2 separate regions of the Danio rerio genome follow, and region 1 is linked to region 2. A link is a contact called in public Micro-C data. All regions are on one chromosome and are shown on one strand. The core of a region is the stretch at or near the end of the contact, and the rest is flanking DNA. Distances in the headings are between cores, read along the strand shown.

Region 1 (4,656 bases), core at 1,733-4,232, 420 kb after region 2:
CGTGGCATAGATTCAACAAAGTTCTGGAAATATTCCACAGAAATTTTGGTCCCTATTGACATGATAGCATCACGATTTGTCGGCTGAACATCCATGATGCGAATCTCCTGTTTCACCACGTCCTAAAGGTGTTCTAATGGATTGAGCTCTTGGGACTGTGGAGGCCCTTTGAGTACAGTGAACTCATTGTCATGTTCAAACCAGTCTGACCATTCTCCTCTGACCTCTGGCATCAACAAGGCATTTGCCGCTCACTGGATATTTTCTCTTTTTTAGACCATTTTCTCTTTTTGTGAATGAAAATCCCAGTATGTCGGCAGTTTCTGAAATACTCAGACCAGCTTGTCTAGCACTATCAACCATGCCACGTTCAAAGTCACTTAAATCTCCTTTCTTGTCCGTTCTGATGCTTGATTTGAACTGTAGAAGATCGCCTTGACTATGTCATGCCTTAAGACATTAAGTTGCTGCCATGTAATTGGCTGATTAGAAATTTGCATTAACAAGCAGTTGGACAGCTTTACCTAATAAAGTGGCCGGTAAGTGTGTATTTTGCAAACATTTGCCATTATGCACTTCCCGACTTGATAAATGATTTCACAGAAATGCCTGACATTATACACTACACAACTGAGGATTATATACTATCAGACTTTCAGGTCTTTCCAAGCACAACAAACTTGCCTAGAAACATGTGGCTTGCTGATAGAAGATGCAGGACAGATGAAGCAAATGTGGAAATATACTGTGCAGGAGATGAGCACAGTAAACAAGCACAATAAACAAGCCGCTGATCACCACCCAACTTGCTGTTGTGATTGTTGTCCATGTAATGACAGCGTTTGTTCTTCAGCAAAATATATATTTTTTTCTTGTCTATGGTGGAGCTCCAGTTCAATTTCTTCTTTACCTCTGTGATTTTGTGCCCTTTAAACATTCTTGTTTATCTAAAAAACTATGCTAAAGACCGATATTCTGCTATAATAATGTGCTTTACGTGCCAGAATGTCTGTCTTTGTTTTGGTTCTTTTAACCCACCCAATGCCAGTTTAGCCAATTATATTTCAGCACCGCGGGTGGCCTTTGTGGAAGACCGTGTATTTCATTCATTCAGTCAGAAAGGCACTTAAAGTATGCGCCTGTGACCGAAATGTGACCTCCGGTGGACAGTAGCAGACTCTGAAATGAGAAGCAGATTCGGCGTTCCATATGAGGTCATCAGTAATTAGCAAATAACATAAACATTCCAAATGTATACATTTGTTAAGCAGGTTACATTGTAACACCATGTCCGAACAACACGCTACATGACGAGATTTGCAGTGATAAGCAATTTGGCTGTTGCACCAGACAAAACACAACAGAAATTTAAATACAGCCATTCAGAAGCACTGAAAATTGCACTCACTGCAAAACGAAATGGTAAGGTTTATAATCTAATTAATACATATTAATATTAATATTATTGCCGTCTTTCGGATGAGACGTTAAACCGAGGTCCTGACTCTCTGCGGTCATTAAAAAAATCCCATGGCACTTCTCGTGAAAGAGCAGGGGTGTAACCCCGGTGTCCTGGCCAAAGTCCCTCTATCGGCCCTTACGATCATGGCCTCCCAATCATCCCCTTCCACCGAATTGGCTCGATCACTGTCTCTCCACTCCACCTATAGCTGGTGTGTGGTGAGCGCACTGGCGCCATTGTCCTGTGGCTGCCGTCGCATCATCCAAGTGGATGCTGCACACTGGTGGTAGTGTGGAGAGACCCCCCTCATGATTGTGAAGCGCTTTGGGTGTATGGCCATACACAATAAATGCGCTATATAAATACACATTAAATTTACATTTAAACCTTTACCTTTAACATTATTAAATGTACATGCTAAATTACTGATATGTGTTGGCTTGCACTAAGTCACAATTCTTTGACAATTTATAATAAATATATAATTTTAAATTTAAATTTATAAAAGTTAAATAGGTGAACTATCTGCTGCTGCTACTTTCATGCAATAAATGGCATGTAAAATGGCATTCAAACGCTCATTATTAGCATTTAACATGGAATAAAGCACATGAGGTGTAACTGAGGTGATCATTGTCAGTTTATTCTGTTGTTCAGCTGCAAGGATTAGAAGCCTTTTCTAAAGTATATATTTCAGGTGTTGGTTAGAACAAAAACTCATTTTAATATGGAAAATATTCCTTCTATTGCACTTTATTGCTCATATTTAGAACATAGTTTAAATCAGTCTTTAGTTTCAATAGTCAAGCACACTCTTGTTGCTGTTGTCAATCTGGCAACCTGTGCTTGCGTGTTTTAAACCAGGAGTGCAATACCAAGTTCAACCACTGGGTGTCAAACTTACATAATTGGCTGAACTATGAGTGGATATCCTCCGACTGGATGCAATCAAACAATGAAGCTAAACAACTTGAGTCTGTGACTGCTATACACTATGCAATTTATTTGAAATCTGCATTCTCTGACTTTTAGCAGCTAGTTTTGAGTAGGTTGAGTTTAGTACTGTGTGTCAGCCACTTTATTCTGTCCAGTAAAATATGTCATATAGTAGTGCACTGAAACATCCACAATAAAGTGCTCAAAACTATGCAGCAAAACATCAGAGTGCAATTGTTTTTTTTTCTGTTTTTTTTTCTTTTCTCTAGGAACTTATCTGCATTAACTAATTTGCATATTTCCATTAGTGAACCAGGTGGTAAGATACCACAAAACAAACAATTCTACCATTCTCTTTCTTTCTGAGACCAACATCTGTGTCATTTCTCACACTTCTTTCAGTTAAACAAACACCAAGATGTATCTCAAACTGTGAGAACCATTTGTTTGTGTTGAAATCAAGACAGAAAGTATTGAGAAATTGCACAATCGAGCATTTTCTCAGGCTTTCTCACTGTTTCATGGGACCTGTGCTCATGATAAGAAGGGACCGGTTCGCAAGTGAGAGACGATGAGAAGAAAGGAAGGTATAAAAGAGAGGGAGGAAATAGAAGAATGAAGGAAATTGTGACGGAGAGGGGCACATCTGGGCTGCGTATATAGTGCCTTTTCTTGCCTTTTTTTCCTGTGTGTTATAAAAAAAGAGAGAAGTTGGACGAAGCTAGACTGACGCTAATCTCCCGGAGGAAAATGAAATAAAATGGCCAAGTTTTACTACAGTGTGTGTGTGTGTGTGTGTGTGTGTGTGTGTGTGTGTGTGTGTGTGTGTGTGTGTGTGTGTGTGTGTGTGTGTGTGTGTGTGTGTGTGTGTGTGTGTGTGTGTGTGTGTGTGTGTGTGTGTGTTTAACGGTGGGTGTGTTTAACGGTGGGTGTGTTTAACGGTGGGTGTGTGCCCATGACTTATATCTCATGGGGGAGGACTGAAATAAAGTTGCCAGCAATCAGACCACCTGATTCTTGGAGCCACAGTGCCCCCTTTTGGTTCATAAAAACTTCACCACCACATTACCATGCAGCCACTATCCCAAACTGCCCTTGAATGCTGCATTGGTGTTCTCATATACTTTTAAATGTGTATTTTATTACATATGCATGCATATTTGTGGGTGCGTGACCGAGTGGCTCACATTTCCTGCGTCTTTGTTTATAGTTGAAGTTTTCATAGAGTTCTATGGTATGTAAGTGGTTAAGTGTCTGTTTTACTGTTGAATGTTCACAGGCAGCCTATACTGTATGTGACACGTACATCTTATTTCAGCAGCGTTGACTGTACCTGTTTCATCCTGCAGGGGGAGGTTAATAAAAACTTTATAACTTTTAAACTTTTATAACTTTTGTATAACGTTTTTGCCATTTTTAGACGGGAAAAGGTATTTTAAAGTCTAATCTTAGTAAGGGGTCATATGCTTTTTTTGCTAAAATGAGAGTTGTAGTGTGGTACTTTTTTAAACAAATAATGGAGAGATGTGCACAAAGTAACACTTTTTGGTTTTGGCCAAATAATGAACAAAGTAATGGGGTTAGATAAACCATATATATATATATATATATATATATATATATATATATATATATATATATATATATATATATATATATATATATATATATATTTTTTTTTTTTTTTTTTTTTTATATATATATATATATTTCTTTTTTTTACTAACGAAATACAAACCTCTTCTACAAATGAACAATGAATTTATGCTCGCCAGACTCATAGTTTCTGTGCAGTATTGCCAAAATTACCAGGAGTAAAAATGTTACTATTTACCTCACCTGCGAGCCAAGTTGTAACAGTCAGAGGGTTATTTGTAACATGTGCTTAAATAGCAGATTTCACACAATTAATTTAAATGCAGATTACTTTAAATAGTAGCTATATTTCCTCAGTACTTGGCTCAATTTTTTATTCTACATAACACAGCATGTTTGTTTGTTTATTTATTTATTTATTTATTTATTGGATAAACACATTTGGATTTATTTCCATTATTACCCATTTATCCATTAATATACAATGCATTTATGTGCATTATAGCGATAAAAAATTCTATTTAAAAAATATTTTCTATTAAAAAACATTTTGATATAAAAAGTTCTTAACATAATAATCAAAATTCCAAAATGATTTTGTTAGTTTATGGTGTACACTGTGGTTGTTCAATAGAGAAGATTAGCACATATTCAAAAATATG
Region 2 (4,435 bases), core at 1,606-4,105:
GTTAATCCCTCATTGGTGCCGATGTGACCCGAAAAAAATCGGCTTAAAGTGGCTCCGTTAAACTGGACACAGTTTTTGCCATTCAAAGGCGGCACCATTCCTCTCGTCTGCGCTCTGCCACCCACAAACACCACCAGTAGTGGAGCATTAAGACAAATACATTCATAACCCTGTTTTATTAAAGACTTGGGGCCCCTGGGTGTTGTGTAGGGGCCCTAGGGGGGCCGGTGCGACAGTGGGGCGATTAGGATAAGCCTTCCCATGAGGAACACGAACACGGCACAGCAGCCACTGGGCCCTAAGATGTCCGTTCCCCTCCCACCTCGAAACCTAATCCTCTATTTCATGCACATTAGTGCTGTGTAAACGCTCCCCCAGGCTGCCTTTACAGTGAGCTTCGCTTCAGAAGACAGACGCACCGCTAAAGATGCTGAGAAGCAGTAATGCTCAGACATATTTTCACAGGCATAAGAAAGTGATAGGGAGTGTGAAGGAAAAAACAGATGTGCTTTATGATTTCTTTTGTTCTGTGTAAAACTAACACTAAAAATGCTGGTTCATCCATTTTTTAATGACGGATGTGGTTATGATGAAGGGGTTGCTAGAAGAAATTAAAATGATGGTTGTGTTGGAATAATTAATAAATTCTACGTGTGTTCAATTAAAAAAAAGGTCAGGAGAGGTTTTTCTTTAAGGTTTAACATATTAGCAATTTATTGGATACAAATGAATAATTCGATTTACAGAATTCTGTTATCCTCAATGCAGGAGTTACATTCAGGAGGTTTCATTTCCTGACTTAAATAGGCTGATATTAATCAGTGGAGTAGTGGAATACATCACTTATCAATCATTCTCTAGTCCTCCATTGGCCGCACCCATACATACGTCCTCTTTTTCTATGAATTCTCTGCACACCATTAAAAATCTAGGCCTTTTTTAACTAGACATATTCTCGTGTTCAGTTTTAACACATTTCTGTTGACAGGAAGTTTTTAGCGGCAGAGCTAAAGTTAATTACAATCAGGCCTGTGCATCTCTATCAGCTTTATCTACTTTTGCAAAAATGCTTTATTGGAAAGCAAAGCATAGCACACTTATACAGAAGTTCAGTTAAAATCACCTTTAAGAAATACAAACACAATTGTTTAATGAAAAGAAAACAGACAAAAATAGACATTTCAAAATCTTTTGTAATTTCTTTTTTACAATACTTGAAAATAAACAATCAAAATTGAATTATTTGTAGATAATTCTATTTATTTAATATCTATTTATTATTACTTTTTTATTTAAATCATTTTAAATAATAATCTTTTTAAAGTTTCAATTTATTTATTTATTTATTCATACTACATAACAGGCTGTCGATTTGCTACATAAATGATGCTTACTATGCAATAAACATAAATAAAGGCATTAGCAAACTTTTTCGTTAACGTAAATTATGTAAAGCATATTTATAAAAAGGTCTTAAATTTCGAGTACAGTAATTAATATGTTAATAATAAAATTAATTCACACTAACACTATAAAAAGTGGAAATAACTTTAAATGCAACAAGTGAATAATGTCATTTTAATGTAAAGTCTAAAAACTGCTTAAATACAGCTTTGATTAGTTATTCTTGATTCCAAAAATGTTATTCTTTCTTGACAATACGCACTTTAAAACGCTACTTTTACGAATATTTATGAGAAATGGAAATAATTTTGGCCATCATAAATTGGAGAAAAACTATTGTTTCATAATGGTATTTTCAGTTGTTTTACCAGTTTGGATTTTTATAAATTTCATGAACAATCAGACGGACAAATAAAGCAAACAGTATGTAAGTTTTTTTCATTTGTCATTTGATACTTTGTCAATCTGCATCTCTCTCTCACTCTGCCTGCCAGATTTGGCATAAAGCTGGTACAGCAGGCATTTGTCTTGGACTGGCATACAGTATGTTTTCCAAACATGGCCTGGGTTTGGCAGAGGTGGCATCGTCTTATAGGTGGCACTCAAGACTAACATTTGGCCTAGATGTTAAAAATTTTTATGTGATCAACGTAAGTTTGGCCTAAATTGACCCACTTTTAAAATACGTTTAAATTATTTTTGAGAAGAAAAAAAATTAAGTCACTTCAAGAAAAAGCATGACCAAAAAGTGAAATGCTAAATGGGTTTATCAAATTTATTGCAGTCATGCAGTCAACATATCTGGCCCAGTTATGGGTTCTTAACTTGGCTGAGACTTGGACCAGATATGGTCCATGTTTGGCCTTTGTATGGAAGCCAGATTTGGTCCAATCATGTACTGTAATTTATGCAGCATGTGGGCCAATCAAAAGCTGATTGTGTGGGCCAGAGAAATTTTGCTATGTGGGTACAGTATACACATCAGTGTCAGTGTCACAGTGCTTTCTGCTGACACCACAAAGTGCTGATTGTCACTGTTTATTCTCACAATGTCAAGTGAAGCATAAATCAAGTAAATTGTGAACTGAGACTTTTTCCTTAGATTTTTTCACTTCTGAAGTGGCTTTAAAAGGGTCTCGCCTCTTGTGTTTGCCAAGTAAATCCAACTTTTTTTCAAACCCCCAGATGCTAAAAAAAGCAACAACACAAAGCCCCGAACTTCAAGAGCATCTTCAGACCGCAACAAAACAGCATTGAGTGCACACACATATATTTGTAACTTAAATGCTGACATACATCGAGACTGCAAGACTCGCTGCTTACTATAGAGTGATAAACTTCTAACACATGGCAAAACTATTAATGACACATCACAAAAGCCCACACACTACTTTCAAATGCACTGATCAGAAACAGTCCTTTCTCACACTGACATGTAGAGGCATGAACACATATAAACAGAGATCAGGCCTCCTTACATAGCCTTAATGTGAATCAGAGCTGGGGACGGTAACCACAAGCCTGTTAAAGTGAAAAGTGAGAACAAATATCAAAGACATTAATCAAGAAAACATGAATGAATCATGACACTATCATCAACTTTTAATTCTTTCCTCCTGACTTCCATTTCAGAAATGTGACCGTTCACTCTTAAAGTCCCCATGAAATCAAAACTAACCATATGATTTTGTTAGCTCACATTGCTAGTTTTGTGGTGAACAATTCATCTGTGCATGTCATTAAGAAAAAAAATGTTTGCCCTTCTAATCTTAAATTGAAATCTAAAAATGCATTTCCTGTTTGTTTTCAGTTCAATTGTCAGATTACGTACAGTTGAAGTCAGAATTATTAGCCCCCCTGTTTATTTTTTCCCCCAATTTCTGTTTAACAGAGAGGTTTTTTTTAACATTTCTAAACATAATAGTTTTAATAACTCATTTATAATAACTGAATTATTTTATCTTTGCCATGGTGACAGTAAATAATATTTTAGATATTTTTCAAGACACTTCTATACAGTTTAAAGTGAAATTTAAAGGCTTAACTAGGCAGGTTAGGGTAATTAGGCAAGTTGTTATATAACGTTGGTTTGTTCTGTTGACAGCCCAACAAAAATTTGCTTAAAGGGGCTAATAACTTTGACCTTAAAATGGTTCATAAAAATTTAAGAACTGCTTTTATTCTAGCCAAAACATAACAAATAAGACTTTCTCCAAAATAAAACATATTATCAGACATACTGTAAAAATTTCCTTGCTCTGGTAAACATCATTTAGGAAATATTTTAAAAATAAAAATACAAATCAAAGGGGGGCAATTAATTCTGACTTTAACTGTATATCTTAGGAATTGGACGTGGCTTACATTTTTAACCACGCTGCTCCAACTGTCAGTTTTGACAACAAACAGAAATGGTGAGAAGGAGGAGTTTAGTGTTTAGTCTCTTCCCAAGCCCTTTTCCCCAACTTTCTGAATGAAATGCCCACTTTACTACATCCATTCAGCTTGCAGCAGAAAAAAACATGCCACGCCCATTGGTTTGCCTTTCCATATTGTTTCTCTAGGAACTGTCACAATAAAATAAATAAATAAACAAAAAAAAGTTGCAGCTTCCGGCTCATGTGGACTTAATAAAATAAAAATTCCAGGAGGAGCCAAGAATAAGGGGTGTAAATAACTGTTTCAATTAGTCAGGGGTTGATAATAGTTTTCAAAGTATACCGCGGTTTATAAAAGTCAAGGTTTTAAAACAGACAAAATTTTCTGTTATACCATTCCTAAGGTGTGTGTAGAATTTTTTATTCATATATTTTGTTGTTGTTGTTTTTTTAAAACAACAGAATCTCCAGCGAAAAGATATCCAGACGCCATTTTAAACTAATGAAGACAGCAGATGTCAATGATTCATTTGAATTATTTAGCCTGACATGTTTACTGCTCCAAAATACTGTTTTTTTTTTAAATATGTTTCTTAAAATAAAATATATTGTCTTCAAAGGGGAAAAATTTTTCTGTTTTTTTACCCAGACAC

What was found. Hi-C and Micro-C count contacts between places; a contact is called where the count stands out from the background.
Region 1: a contact with region 2 is called in a Micro-C map of caudal fin, with 9 times the contacts expected there. The contact joins two enhancer-like sites. A contact is called at or near these places in 2 of 18 Hi-C or Micro-C datasets (caudal fin and an unstated tissue).

The regions. Positions count from the first base shown.
Region 1 is chr20:25,491,304-25,495,959 of GRCz12tu, forward strand. All of the region lies in intron 5 of scfd2 (sec1 family domain containing 2), which reads left to right. Among named protein-coding and RNA genes, the nearest start is that of rasl11b, 130 kb to the right of the region's middle. Within about 2 kb of position 2,983, at least 12 of the 62 cell types and tissues checked have an H3K27ac peak or open chromatin away from gene starts, as enhancers often do. A contact at or near this core is called in caudal fin, where this site is marked.
Region 2 is chr20:25,071,981-25,076,415 of GRCz12tu, forward strand. LOC141379564 (a long non-coding RNA gene) reads left to right here. Exons shown (of 3, transcript XR_012396420.1): 3 at 1-1,154. It also overlaps a transcript of pdgfra not described here. Among named protein-coding and RNA genes, the nearest start is that of gsx2, 40 kb to the left of the region's middle. Within about 2 kb of position 2,856, at least 2 of the 62 cell types and tissues checked have an H3K27ac peak or open chromatin away from gene starts, as enhancers often do. A contact at or near this core is called in caudal fin, where this site is marked.